Linked DNA regions of Sus scrofa: regions 1 and 3 are each linked to region 2. A link is a contact called in public HiChIP or PLAC-seq data. All regions are on one chromosome and are shown on one strand. The core of a region is the stretch at or near the end of the contact, and the rest is flanking DNA. Distances in the headings are between cores, read along the strand shown.

The links. HiChIP or PLAC-seq counts read pairs in DNA pulled down with a chosen protein or histone mark.
Region 1: a contact with region 2 is called in an H3K27ac HiChIP or PLAC-seq map of skeletal muscle. The contact joins two enhancer-like sites. A contact is called at or near these places in 3 of 47 Hi-C or Micro-C datasets (embryonic fibroblasts, epiblast stem cells and retroperitoneal adipose tissue) and 1 of 2 datasets of contacts at active chromatin or transcription factors (skeletal muscle).
Region 3: a contact with region 2 is called in an H3K27ac HiChIP or PLAC-seq map of skeletal muscle. The contact joins two enhancer-like sites. A contact is called at or near these places in 3 of 47 Hi-C or Micro-C datasets (embryonic fibroblasts, retroperitoneal adipose tissue and skeletal muscle) and 1 of 2 datasets of contacts at active chromatin or transcription factors (skeletal muscle).

Annotation. Positions count from the first base shown.
Region 1 is chr10:66,144,320-66,149,100 of Sscrofa11.1, reverse strand. No RefSeq gene overlaps it. Among named protein-coding and RNA genes, the nearest start is that of KLF6, 340 kb to the left of the region's middle. Within about 2 kb of position 2,355, at least 13 of the 83 cell types and tissues checked have an H3K27ac peak or open chromatin away from gene starts, as enhancers often do. A contact at or near this core is called in skeletal muscle, where this site is marked.
Region 2 is chr10:65,969,942-65,974,447 of Sscrofa11.1, reverse strand. No RefSeq gene overlaps it. Among named protein-coding and RNA genes, the nearest start is that of AKR1E2, 280 kb to the right of the region's middle. Within about 2 kb of position 2,282, at least 3 of the 83 cell types and tissues checked have an H3K27ac peak or open chromatin away from gene starts, as enhancers often do. A contact at or near this core is called in skeletal muscle, where this site is marked.
Region 3 is chr10:66,124,209-66,129,227 of Sscrofa11.1, reverse strand. No RefSeq gene overlaps it. Among named protein-coding and RNA genes, the nearest start is that of KLF6, 360 kb to the left of the region's middle. Within about 2 kb of position 1,992, at least 17 of the 83 cell types and tissues checked have an H3K27ac peak or open chromatin away from gene starts, as enhancers often do. A contact at or near this core is called in skeletal muscle, where this site is marked.

The DNA.
Region 1 (4,781 bases), core at 1,106-3,605, 170 kb before region 2:
CGCAGGGTGAACCAAGTGATGCAGAGACTCTCAATGTTCTCAGAGACGAAGGAAGGGACGGAAGAAGGTGGAGGCTTTTACAGCATCCATGAGCTTCAAAGACAGTCTGAGTGAGCTCCACCAATGTGGATGGTTTCCACGCCCAGAGAGGTGGTTAAATTGATTCCCCAGACTTAAATATTTGCTGACTATGAAACTGAGGCGCACATCAATATCTGCTGAGCACGTCCTAGGATCTGAGATTATCCGTCTCTAGACATCTGCACATAGAGTAGACTCACTGGCCTCAAAAGACGAAGCTGGAAAATACACGTAGTTTTGTCATGGTGGTTGCAAATTTAAGTGGGAAAAAGAATATATATATATATGTGTGTGTGAGTGGGTCACTTTGCTGCACAGTAGAAATGGACAGAACTCTGTAAACCAAGGATAATAGAAAAAATAAAAACCATTAAAAAGAAAAAGCAATAGAATTGAATCTGTTTTAATTGTAAAATCAGAAGCAATTGTTCTAACCTCAGATTACAATTTTACTCCATAGAAAAGAGCACTGCATTTAAGAGAGAATTTTCTTTTTTCTTTTTCTTTCTTTCTTTCTTTCTTTTTTTTTTTTTTTTGTCTTTTGTCTTCTTCTAGGGCCGCACCCGCAGCATGTGGAGGTTCCCAGGCTAGGGGTCTAATCAGAGCTGTAGCCGCCAGCCTACGCCCACAGCTCACAGCAACGCAGGATCCAAGCCACGTCTGCCACCTACACCACAGCTCACGGCAAGGCCAGATCCTTAACCAGCTGAGGGAGGCCAGGGATCAAACCCGCAACCTCATGGTTCCTAGTCAATTCGTTAACCACTCAGCCACGACAGGAACTCCTAAGAGAGAATTTTCATGTGCTGTGATATGTCGTTGGCAGGCAATAGGAGCAAAATAAGTCATTTCAAATTTCTATTTAAATATATTTACATATTTCTAAAATGTTATATGTAAAAATATTTAACAAAGAAAATAGAATTTAAAGAAAACTTTGAATATTATTTAAGAAAAAATTGACTTAAAAAAGCATTTTCAAGAAAGCATGTAATACAATGCATTTGATTACAAAGCACTGTTATTTGTCCATTCAGAGCAAAGCTTAAGGTTTTTACCAAGAAACGATTATTGTCGAAAGTACAGAAAACCTACACTTGCCTCTCCAATTTTAGTATTTCAGGACTTCTTAATTCGTTTGTTCTAGACTTTAAAAAATCAGGTTAAAATTCTGAAGGGTTCTGGCAGGGCTCGATTCTGGGCAATCATTATTCACCAAGTTTATTTTAAAACTACTCATGCATGGCCTTTTTTAACGTTTACAATTGGTATGTGGATACATACAGATGCAAATACTTTACTTTGTGGCAAACTTCTGATTTGGTGATGAATGAAACAGCCCGTACTGGGCGAGGGAGCTCTGTTTCCTGTCTACCCAGTGCCGGGTTAGCGGGTCTGTTAGGGCACGGAATCCCCGCCGGACTCTATCTGGTTGGTCACAGAGGACATCAAAGCTCAGAGACAGTCAGGAGAGTTCCCAGTGCAGGACTGGTCCCTGGGGTGCCCTCTCTCCCCAGTGCTGCTTCGTTCCGGACCTAACCCCGAGGAGGGGTTTCTTGGTGCCTCCAGACGTCGCCCAGGAGACGGCTTTAAAGGAGAGGCCTCTGCAGGTGGCAGCGGTGGGGCCCGGGGCCTTCCTTAAGTGGATGTCAGATTACACCTGTCCCTCGGTTTTCACATTCGAAGAAAGGTACAGGCAGGGCTACATCTCTGCGCATAAGATAAGGTGAAATTTTCCAGCCATCTGAGGTGGATTTCAAAAGGTCTTTGGCGGTGTTATTTAAACAGTGATAAAATGCTAACTACCTCTGAGCCTCAGTTTGAACTGCCACGTGAGAATAACGTCAGGCTTTCAGGGTCACTGCTGGAAGTTGTAAAATCCTGCGTCGGATGGGTATTGGATCCTATGTGGGCATTTGCCGTGCTCTTTCCCAGGTATCTAATGATAAGTAAATTATATTAGCCCTCCCCTCGTGGAGGTAGAATTTGGGTGAGTTAAAAATTATAATGTATTTAAGAAAGGATTGATCCAAAACAAACAACCAAATAAATATGTAATTGCAAATCCGATTACTGAAATAAAGAAAAATGACAAGATGCCACAGTGGAGAAACGCACCGTTCCGCTTCTCTGAATATGTGACATTTGAACTGAGGGCTGAGGACTAAAAGAATAAAAATGGATGAAGGCGAAAGGCTGAAAGGCTGAGATGATGCCAGGCAAGCAAACGGGAGCATTGCCCAGACCAAAGCCCCGTGACGGGAAGAGCACATGATGCTGGGTGTGACTCGGAGCGGAGCGGGGAGGGGACACGCAGGCGGGCAAGCTGGGTCCGGTCCTGGGGCTGGAGAATGTGGCCAAGGTTGTAGTCCTTAGCTTCAGGGAACTGAGGGAGCTCTGGGGGAAAGTGACCAGAATTGGGGTTTTGAGGGGTAACTCTGGCTCTCCCAGTAGGGGCTGTGAGCGCTCATCTTCAGAGCTCCCTACAGGCTGTTCCAAGAAGATACTCAAACCCAGCTGCAGCTCTGGGAAACGCGGCTTGTCTTGGTTCTTTGAGAATCTGAACCCTCTCATTGGTTTTGTTCTCACATTCGTAAACTTGAGTTGATCCTGTGTATATCTAAAGATTTCACTCTGACTCATCATCACATTTCTTCTTGTTTTAGGCTACTTGTTGAGAGATTTCCTTCTTTATTTCTGAAGCATAATAATGGTTGGAAACACTTCTACTGAGTGTTTGTAACCTTAGCAGTTGTGTTTGTAATTTTCCAAACTATTTGCTCATGTTCAGAGCGATCGTTTCAGGCATAAAATATTTACCGCATTATCCTCATCTTGATTTATTAGTTCTGTTACATTTTCTGCTCCTTGTATTTGCTTCATTCTCTCCAGATCATTCTTCTACTGGTGCGTCTTGTCCTTCTCTTGGGATACAGCAGTTTTCCTCAAACATCCATACTATTTACCCATCTTGGTGAATCATGGATTCTTGGCTTTTCTACTCTTTTTTTTTTTTTTTTTTTTTAAGAAAAAAGGACCAGGAGTCAGACGGTAGGCAGATGAAGGGACTTCTTCCACAGGTGCGCGATGGGGACCCTCTGGCTGCCTCTCCCGACCCACACCCTGACCGCGGAGCAGGTGTTGGGCAGCTACCTTCACAGGGGGCGTGGGTGCAGAGGTGGCTGCGGGGGTGGCGGGGCCCCCTCCCTCCACACTGTGGAAATGAAGAGGGTGTGTGCTGGGCGCACACGCCCAGGCCAGGATAACTGCCTTCTCCCCGGCTTGCCACATGGCACTCCCTTTGGCTCCGGAGGGCATTTTTAGACAGCGTGTGCTGACATTTGTTCGGACTTCTGCATCCTTCTCCAGGCTCTGTTCTCCCCCAAACTCCTGCTCTGGTTCATCCATGAATGCCTTCCCATCCTCCTGTGATGCCCTGGATATCTGCCACCATCTCTGGCGGGCTGACACCCCCTCATGGGATTCTTATAATTTTAATGATCACATCAAAGAGATTTTTTTTTTAAGGGAGAGAAGGTAAACCGGTGTGAGAGCGTTTGCTCTACTGTTTGCAAATGTTCACCAGAATCTTCTAAAGTATCCATTTTACGCAGCAAGAAACTAGCGTGGTTTCCTGACTTCCCAGGAATATCAAATGTGCTCCATCAGTCAGTCCCCAGAGAAACAGAATTCATAGGGCAAATATAAATATAGATTTATTATGAGGGATCAGCCCATGTGCTTACGGAGGCTGAGAACACATTTGATCTACAGCCTACAAGGTGGAGGCTCAGGGAAGCTGGTGATGCAGCTCCAGACCAAAGCTGAGGGCTTGAGAAGCGGGGCAGCCCTGGAGTAAGTCCAGTCCAAGGGCAGACGAGGCCCTCAGCCCAGGGCAAGGAGCCAGGCACGAGGAGGAGGTCTGCCTTTGTGCTCACGGGACTGGCTGCCGCCCACCACGCTGGGCAGGGTGGTCTTTAGTCAGTCCCCCAACTCAGATACCAACCTCACTGCGAAACAGACATGCCCGGAAATAACACTGGGCCAGTGACTGGGCCGCCTGCAGGCCGATCAGGTGGACACATAATACTGACCACTCCATCCCCAGAGTCAGATGTGAAAGCCCACCCGTGAAGCCTGGTGGAAGAAAGTTCCTGGGAAGGGGACAACAGGTGGCTTCAGAAGCTCATTAAAGGAGAAGGGGTGACCTCTTATCCCTGCCCTGGGTGACCTGGAACTAGTGGACCTCACGGAGATGCTCCATTTGTCTGAGTCCATCCACTGCAGACAGCGGATTCGTGAAGCTGCACCGCGAGTACCAGAACCTCTCATCTAACCAGATGGCTTCGGGGTGCACGTGAGGATCCTTAAATGACACAGAAACAAAATAATCAAAGGCTAAGAGAAGCCAGACTGGATGAGGCTGGAGCCCTTCCCATTAGCCACACCTGTACTTGCCCCGTCGCTCCCTCAGCAGGAAGAGATCAAAGTTAGCATCAAACGCGTGCCACATGCCACTGCCACCACTGCGTGTATAGAAACGCCTGGCGAAAGGGTTTGGCGAAGGTATTTTGGAGTCTGAGTTCAGGAAACATCAATGAGTCTTCCTTCAATGTCATGTGAATACCTCCAGTTTCAGCACGTGCTTTTGTATTGTGCTGGATCCGGCAGAATCCAGCTTGAAAATTACGGGTACAAAG
Region 2 (4,506 bases), core at 1,033-3,532:
ATAATTTAACTGTTCGTTTTGCAACTGATTCATTGAGAAAATCAAAACACTGGCAGGCTTTCCATAGCCAATTAAATTCTACAGCACATCAAATTACATGAAGTTTGGACATAATGTCTAATACATATTTAATGTCTATCATCTCTGATTCCATGCCTCATCCTGTTTGGTAGGAGCTGATAAAGCTTGCATTTAAATTGGCTCCTTCTTAGAAACTCTGTTGGAATCATGAATCACGACTGAGTATTTTTCGTATCAGAGCATTAAAGTAGTTGAGCATAAATACTCTCTGTCTCTAGTCCACTCTTCAGGCAAGAGTCACGTAACAGGTAGCGCTTTCAAGAAAGCGTTCTCAAAGATCCGCTTCCGAACAAGGGCAAAGCCAAACGAAGGCAAATACGGCTCTCCATCCTTTACACTTATTGGTGAAAAGAGAAAAACAAGTGTTACTAGTAAGCTTCATCTTGTTCTTATTTTCACTAGAGTGTAGTTGATTTGCAGTGTTGTGTCAATTTCTGCCGTGTAGCACAGTGACCCAGCCATATATATATATTTACATATATATAAACACACACACATTTTTTTCTCATACTATCTCCATCAATCTATCCCATGAATGATGGGAAATACTACATCCAAGAAATTGGATATAGTTCCCTGTGCCGTACAGTCAGACCTCATTGCCCATCCACCCCAAATGCAATAGTTTGCATCTACTAACCGGCAACTCCCAGTCCATCCCCCTACCTCCCCCTCCCCCTTGACAACCAGAAGTCTGTTCTCCATTTCCGTGAGTCTGTTTCTGTTTTGTAAGTAGGTTTACTTGTGCCATATTTTAGATTCCACATATAAGTGATATCATATGGTATTTGTTTTTCTCCTTCTGACCTACTTCACTTAGTATGAGAATCTCTAGTTGCATCTATGCTGCTGCAATTGACATTATTTGGTTCTTTTTTATGGTTGAGTAGTATTTCATTTATATACGTATCACCTCTTCTTAATCCATTCATCTGTCAATGGATATTTTGGGGTTTTTTTTTAATGAACTTTCTTGAAAACTAAACATCTTGCTCTGTTTAGTTTTCAACAGATAAACAAACAAAACAACTCTGAACAATTATTTTCAACATTTAAATCTTCTACCAGCCTCTTCCTATTGAAACCTCGTTTTGTTCAGCTCCTCTTTTTTCTGTCTGCCTTTTCCCCGCTGGTGTCCCCCTGAGCTTTCTCTATATTGCCGGCTTTGGCCAGAACCTTATAGTCTTCTCCAAATATACTCCCTTTGAGTAAATGCCTCCAACCACACACTGAAGAACTATTTTTCATTGTATTACCTACATTTCTTGAGAATCCAACCCAAGCCTCAGAGCCCCTCTTGGTTTTGTTTATAGCATTGGAACTACAAGGCACGGGGAAGGAAGGTCCTGTTAGTCCAGCTCATACTCACGCTACATATTTGAGTGAAAAATCCGCATAGATTGGTTCTCGTGTTGTACTCAACACGCGGCTCACATACCTGCCAGCAAACACGCTGGTGCTGTAATGATTATCAGTTCCCCTATGGCCGGATGTTCTCAGATGCTGTTTTACAAGGAGGCACAGTTAGAGTACATGTGATACATCCTGTGCCAAACTGTTGACCTTGGATCTGCCATTGGTAACAAAGCATTTTTTGATCTTGAATAAAATAGCTGTGCTGCCTTAGAAGGTTGTGGTATTAGAGCACAGTACAGATGGCAGGAAACGAGGGCAAAGGCGGAACTCAAAACACTGCAAATATGTGCCCTCGTGAATAACATCACTGATTTGACTGGCCACATAGCTTTTATTTATGTTTGCTCTTTTGCGATGTTTCGATTTTTTAGTTTTCGGATTATCCGTAATACACTCCCACCAAGTCCAGGCAAATTTGGAGGAAGGAAACATCCCAGTTAACCCGTGGCCCCTTAGTAGCCCAGCACCTGGCAGCCAGTAGGTCTTCAAAACCTAGTGATTCCATGAGTAAAGTAGAATTTAATTTCATCCAATTTTTTTCTAAAAGCATGATTAAATGTTCCAAACCTTTTTTACAACCTCTTTTTTTTTTTTTTTGTAAAGCATGTCATACAACGTGTGTGCATGACTTGTGAGTTACATTTACTTATTTGTAAGTGTCAGAGTTTTGAAAAGCCTGTTTCCAGATCTTCATGAAGTCTTCATCAGACTTCTGCTGGCACACAACCTGGGTGTCTGCGTTTGGATGTGGTCATCAAATTTCTGTGCACAGCCTCTGACCGCAGTGCCATCAGCTGACGGCTGCTTCAATCAGCCACCTGTCCCCTGGAAGCTGAGCCGGCACAAATTGACACTGGCAAATAAAACGTGAAATTGCCCAAAGAGCCACAACAAGCAGGAGACGTGGCCCTAGACCCAAATCATGTCTAGTGTAGAATCATAAAACAGTTCTAACAGTGAAATATAGGCTCTGAAACCTAAACACAATCTGTTGCCCATCAAGGAGGCACGCACTTTAAGATATAACAAGTCCTGGAGCACCCACTGTGGCTCAGTGGGTTAACAACCCGACCTAGCATTCATGAGACTGTGGGTTCGATCCCTGGCCTCCCTCAGTGCCACAAGATGTGCTGGCGGCCTGCAGCTGCACCTCCGACTGGACCCCAAGCCCCAGAACTTCCATATGCCACAGGTATGGCTGTAAAAAGGAAAAAAACAACAAAAACATCAAGGTACTATTGTTAAATAACCATTAAGCCTCAATAAAGTAAAATTAAATTGAAACTCAAATAACAATTTTAAAACAAAACTTTCTGGGAAGCATTCAGTTTATATTTAACGGATGAATAAACGCAAATGTGCATGCGATGTGAGAAAAAAAAAGTGAATCCTATCATTCGAGCATTTACCATACGCCCACAATATAGGTATATAACTGGATTCTAAAGCAGTGTGATGGCATCTCTGTAAATGTTTTCTGCAACAACCAAATCTCTTCCCTCGTACGAATTATTCCCGCCGGCAGGAAAAACATCTTCGATTTCGCCACCACTTATAATCATGACTCAAAATTGAAATGTTCTCCTAAAGGCACAATTGTTTGGTCGGTCAATTATCCACACGCAGAATCTCCTTGTATCCCTCTCACCAGCTCAAACTTCAGCCTTCCAGAAGAATACTTGACAGAGTGGAATGTCCTAAGTGAGATATTCTGCCTGTTTTAGGAGCCACTTACAGCCTTGTAAAGGGTAATCTGGACTCCAATTAATTTTGCCTTGTGTGCCGGTCTTAAACCTTAGTTCTTTAAGATGTAAAACAATCGTGTTTAAAAAAGATGTCCCATTCGGGAGTTCCCGTCGTGGCGCAGTGGTTAACGAATCCGACTAGGAACCATGAGGTTGCGGGTTCGGTCCCTGCCCTTGCTCAGTGGGTTAACGATCCTGCGTTGCCGTGACCTGTGGTGTAGGTTGCAGACGCGGCTCGGATCCCGCGTTGCTGTGGCTCTGGCGTAGGCCGGTGGCCACAGCTCCGATTCGACCCCTAGCCTGGGAACCTCCATATGCCGCGGGAGCGGCCCAAGAAATAGCAAAAATAACAACAACAACAAAAAAGACAAACGACAAAAAAAAAATAAAAGATGTCCCATCAAATTTTCACTGGTCAAAATCACAAGAGTCAAGTCAATTATTTTGGCTAATTTAAAATTTTATTTACTGAATTTCATTTTTTTTAATTAAGAATGTCCCAAATGTGTTTCTGATAGTAAAATGGATGATCAGTAACATTCTTTTAAGTTTAAAAGCACACATTAGAGCTTCTAAGTGTATACTAGTACACAAAATAGATAACTAACGAGGACCTACTGAACAGCACAGGGAGGTGGAGGCAGAGTTTTTTAATAACCTCTGTGGGAATAAGAAGGGATATCTGTATATGCAAAACTGATTCACTTTGCTGCACGCCTGAATCTAAGACAACACTGTAAATCAATTAAGAAAAAAGAAACTTCGGAGTTCCCGTCATGGCTCAGTGGTTAACGAACCCGACTAGTCTGCCCGAGGATGCAGGTTCGATCCCTGGCCTTGCTCAGTGGATTAAAGATCTGGCATTGCCATGAGCTGTGGTGTAAGTCGAAGACGAGGCTGGGATCTGACGTGGCTGTGGCTGTGGTGTCGGCCAACAGCTACAGCTCCTATTGGACCTCCAGCCTGGGAACTTCCATATGCCAGGGCTGTGGCCCTGAAAAGACAAAAGACAAAAAATAAAAATAAAAACTTCTAAGCTTTTTCCTCTGAATTGCAGAACTACAGCTCCCTTTATGCAGTGTTTTTATAGTGTTTAGACTTTGTATAGCACCAGCATCTCTCATGAGTTCCATAGTCTTTAGTTACTTTATATACAAATGGAACTAAAAACACCTACATCACTGGATGTGAGAGACTTAAAAAGGAGAGAAGCAAAGGAAAAACAGCTGCTTTAAAGAAATTCACTTTCTCACTCCCTTCTTTC
Region 3 (5,019 bases), core at 743-3,242, 160 kb before region 2:
TATCACGAAGGAATTTACTGAGTGAAAAAAGAGCCCAAAGTGGATGTGTTGGCCAACCGAAGAGACTCCAACAGAGAGCGGGCAGACCCCGTCCTGCCGTCAGAGCCCCAGCCCTGTCACCAGCAGGCCATGAGTCTCCGGCCCCTCTGTGCTGGGCAGCTTAAGGACCCTCTTCCTAGGGCTGCCCTGCCCGGAGCCCACATCTCCCCCCACCCCCGGGACTGAGCTGACCCAGAGCACAGACGCCCCACTGTGGGGTCATGAGCGTGTGCGCCTCACCCATACCCTGCTCCTTCTGAGAGCCCCTCACTCACAGACCAGTTGGTTTCTCCCCGCAGAATTTCTACAATAAATACCTGGCCCCAAGGTCTCCTGAGCAACTCAGCCTAAGATGGGAGCGGGCCAAGAAAGTAAAAGGACAGAAACATGGGTAGGAACCCACCCTTCAGGCGATGGAAAGGAAGGAAGCAGGGGTTCACAGAAATAAGGCGGAGGGCAGTCTAGACCCCTTCATTACACCGGGTTCAGTGCATCAGGCAGCAGCTGGGTGGGTGGAGGCTTGATTCCCGTGAGCCGATTGCACGGAAGGCATCTAACAGCCCAGGGTAAAACATCCTCGGGGAAGATGTTTACAGTCCCAGGTGGCTTTGGGCCAGTTTTGAGCTCTGGAAGGGAAAATCTCAGGAGAGAAAAAGGAAATAGGATGAAGATAATTAAAGGATGTATTACCAAAGCTGTCAGGGTGGGGTTGAATGTCTGGCTCTCTGTTCTTCATAACAGACTTTTCTAAAGCAAGAGGATGTTTTATTATGTAAATATTTATGTTTCATCATATTCTGCAAGCCTTGCATATAAAAGCCACTCAAGAAAACCTGAATACTTAAGAGCTTAATAAGAATGGTCACAGCACCTCTGTTGATAATATAACCTTTTCCTGCTGTGCTGGAAAAACAGTATGTCCTTCTACAGGAGGTGAGGGGAAGAAAAGTCAGTTCATTTCTCTGTCCATTTTCACAAGCCTCGGTTTGAAACAAACCTTCCAATTTCAAACCCAGGCTCAAGGCCGACGTGTGCGTAGAATCATCTGCTAGCAGGTGCGCGTCTAGGAAGTAAGATCTCCTTTTGCTGGTGTATAAAAGTCGGTTTTCTCTCTCCAGAGAGAGGGAGGTAGATCTGAGCAGGTGCATCCAAGTGCATGCCTGTGTGCAGGACACGCAAAGAGAAAGGTCCAGGTAGTGGTTTCTGCAAATAATGAGATGCTTTGAAACACTTAAAACCATAGCACTGAAAATGAAGGCATGCCTTTATCGACAAAGGCAGCTCTTTCATTTATTATAAGAAGGTTAAGCAAATGACTTTAGTTTGGAGATGGCGAACAAAAAATTCTCTTGGGGGAAGAAACACCGCTCTGTTTCCTGTGCTTCCTCGGGAGGCTCATTTCTGGGACGGTCTCAGGGCTGGGGCGGCAGAGTCAGTACGGATACGTGTCTTTACTCTTTGATGGATGCTCGTTGCCAAAGTGGACGTATTTTTAGTTGCAGGCCAGTTGCCACTGGTGTCAGGAGCTCTCCCTGTTCATTTATCCACAGTCTTCTTGGGGAGGAGCCGGAGGGACAGCACAGAGGTGCCCTCAGTCCCGAGCTCACTGTCAACGGTGCTCCTGCTGCTGCAGGCACCTGGGGACAGAGAAGCCTCAGCTCCGTCCGTCTGCTGCTGCAGTGCTGTTATTACTATTATTATTATTATTACTGCTACTACTTCTAACTTCCAAGTCCATGAAGCTCCTCTCTCAAGCAGTAGGTTTCATGATTTAAAAAAAAAAAGAAAAAGAAAAAAAAAATCTTTGAAGGCATCAATTTTCCTCGCCGGAATATTCTAGAAACAAGAGAGTTGGCCGCGTGCCTTGCCGCCGCCGCCTGCACTCCGACTGCCCCGGCGGCTGCAGCAGGACGCCGCCGCCTCCCAATCTATTAGCCCGACAGAGAACAAATGTGCAGCAGTAAATATTATGGTTTCATCTAATGCTTCAACTGTGAAAACAAATGACAGAAAATGTAGTGCCTGTAACGGATGCGGAGGTCAAAACCTACTGGTGCGGTTATTTCACGGCGACTATTACAATGCACTTTTCTCCGAGGGCTTATTTATGGGAACCTATTATGAGTCATAGCAATTCATAACACGAGGGTCTGTGGAAAATTCCACCCTCCACGTGGGCCTAATGCTAGACACACAGCACTCACTTTTGATTAACGAGACTCATAAACATACCCCAACAGGTATAATACAGTAGTTTACGGCTTTAACCTAAATTGATAGATATATTTTTCTCCTCATAAAACAAGAAAAATGGGATAGAATGAGATCTTTGCAATTCTCGGCAGGACGGGGACCTGGCCGTAGGCGGTGCAGGCGCCGCTTCATCACCGGATCGTCAGCATCCGGTCGCCGGCCCCGTTCAGGCACTACCTGGGCCGCTGCGTCTTAATCTAGCCTATAAATAGCTTTTTAATTTGAATTAAGATAATGTGCTATCTGTGCTTGGGGATGTGACACAATGCAGTCTGTGCTCACGTGAAATCTCACCAAGCCAGAGAGCAGTTCTGCATTCCAGATAGAGCTAAAAATATTCACCCATTAAAATAGTAATCATCATTAAAATTAGCTCGCTGATTTTGCTGATTAATTTTTCAGGAACAAGTATGCTTTCTGAAAAGTTTCAACCAAACATTTTTTTTGACAAAACTAAAATTTTAAAATGTGAACTACATAAGGAGAAAGAGATCATTAAGGAAAGAAAGATAGGGAAATTTTAATCTACTGCAATTTTTAAAGACTTGAAAAATTGTTGTTTAAAAAAAAAGTGGAGGGGATGGAAGTGGTAGCTCTAAGTGGAACACAGGGGCGAGGTCCCTAAAGCTTCCTTTGGGGCTGCGATTCTCCTATCTTGGGAAGGTTGTTTATTTTTGTCTGAACCGGAGAAGCAATCTAGCAGGCATAATAAGTATTCCAGTGATCAGAGCGGCTCTAGTGAGATTTAAATGTTTATCTGCCTGTGTTCTATTTTCATATGCAACAGGCGTGCTTCAAGTTCAGCCGAAGGTTATAAATCAGGGGCAACTTTAAATGTGTGGATGAAACAAAAGACCCTTGCTTAGAAGACAGCCACTGGTGCAATCTTTTTTTCTGTTTTTTTCATGGCCACACCCGCTGCATATGTAAATTCCTGGGCCGGGGACTGAACTGGAACCTCAGCTGTGACCTACGCAGCAGCGGTGGCAATGCCAGATCCTCTGGCCCACTGAGAAGGGCAAGAGGTCAAACCCCAGCTGCTGCAGTCTGATTCCTAACCCACCTCACCACAGCGGGAACTCTGGTGCAATTTTTTGTTTTGCTTTGTTGTCGGTATCTTTATTTTAGCTGGAGTTAAAGACGTACACTAGCTAAAATGTAGCTTGGATCAGACTTAGTGAAAATTGTGGGAAGGGGAAAGAAATGTGTGTTTTCATTTTAATCCCTTAAGAAAATCAACCCCTCATTGTAATATTAAGAAAAGAGGCCAGGACAAATGCCTTTGGTTTTAAAATACATAAATACATTTTAAACTTAAGAAAGGACGACCGGGAGAAACTTGTCATGTTCATTTGTGTTTAAAATAATGTTTGTAGGAGTTCCCTTTGTGGCTCAGTGGTAAATGAACCCAACCAGTATCCATGAGGACATGCGTTCAATCCCTGCCTCCCTCAGTGGATTAAGGATCTGGCACTGCCGTGAGCTGTGGTATAGGCCACAGCTAGGACCCCACATTGCTGTGGCTGTGGTGTAGGCCAGCAGCTGTAGCTCCGATTCCACCCCTAGCCTGGGGGCTTCCATATGCTTCTAGCGAGACCTTAAAAAAAAAGGCCAAAAAAAAAAAAAGTTTGTATATCATTCAGTAGTAATTAAGGCAATGAGATAGTCCTTGGCTGTGAATATTTGATGTTTCATAGTATTTTTAGTGGCTAGATATCATAAATCCATAATGAAATTCATAGATAGCCATAGTATATCATGGATAGCCATAGTATAGTAACTGCCACGGAAACCTTTCTTCGATAATGAGAATCAGCAGATCTAAAGACACAGTTGTGTCAAAATGATCAGCTGTGTGGCAGGCAGGAAACAGGGGCAGTTAACCGCGGGCTCTTCATATTTCCATGAAATACATTCACACATACACATTTCTCTCCTGTTTAGAAGACACACGTCCTAAGTAGTTACACACTGCTTTATTTTCAAATATTAAGCTATAATGGAATCCAGCCGGCTTTAATAATGCAATTTAGCCTAATCTTTTACAGAGCCTTAGTGAGTTGTTTTCTAAAATTTTTTTGGAGAAAATGTCATTTAAAGAACACACATCTTATATAATCTCCTGGGTATGTTTATTGTAAGAGGTATTCATAAAAGGTCACTTACGATCTGTGACGGTGTGTCTACCACGCTGAGTACTTAAGTGAGAAGGCCATATTCTTGTCTCTTGGAATTTGAAATATAAACCTGGTTTAATCTAAGTGCAATTCCATGAGTTATTCTAAGAATAAAATAGTGTATGTGTGTGTGTAGGTTGGCAGATAGGTAGATGACTGGGTAGAGAGATGGTAGGTGGATGGATAGATAGGTAGATAGAAAGATGGAGAGAGAGAGAGGGGAGGACAAAATAGTTGGATGCGTATTCAAAGCACCTCCAGTGTTGTAGTTGCCCTTGGTTCTTAATTATACTCAGAAGCATATAAAAGTAAAGGGCTTCAACTACTGTAAATCCTCTATCGTGCTGTTTCCCAGCTTTCCACTTTGCCCGCTTGCAAACCATCTTCCCTTTAGTCTCCAGAATAATTTAAACAGGGAATAGGCACTTCCTGGCCCTGCCACGCTCTCCCATCACATTCAGACCCACATCTACACCCACACGGGCCTGGACCTGGCACAAAACAGACACCCTTTCCTGCTCTCACTTAGCTAACATTCTTGGCTGAGAAA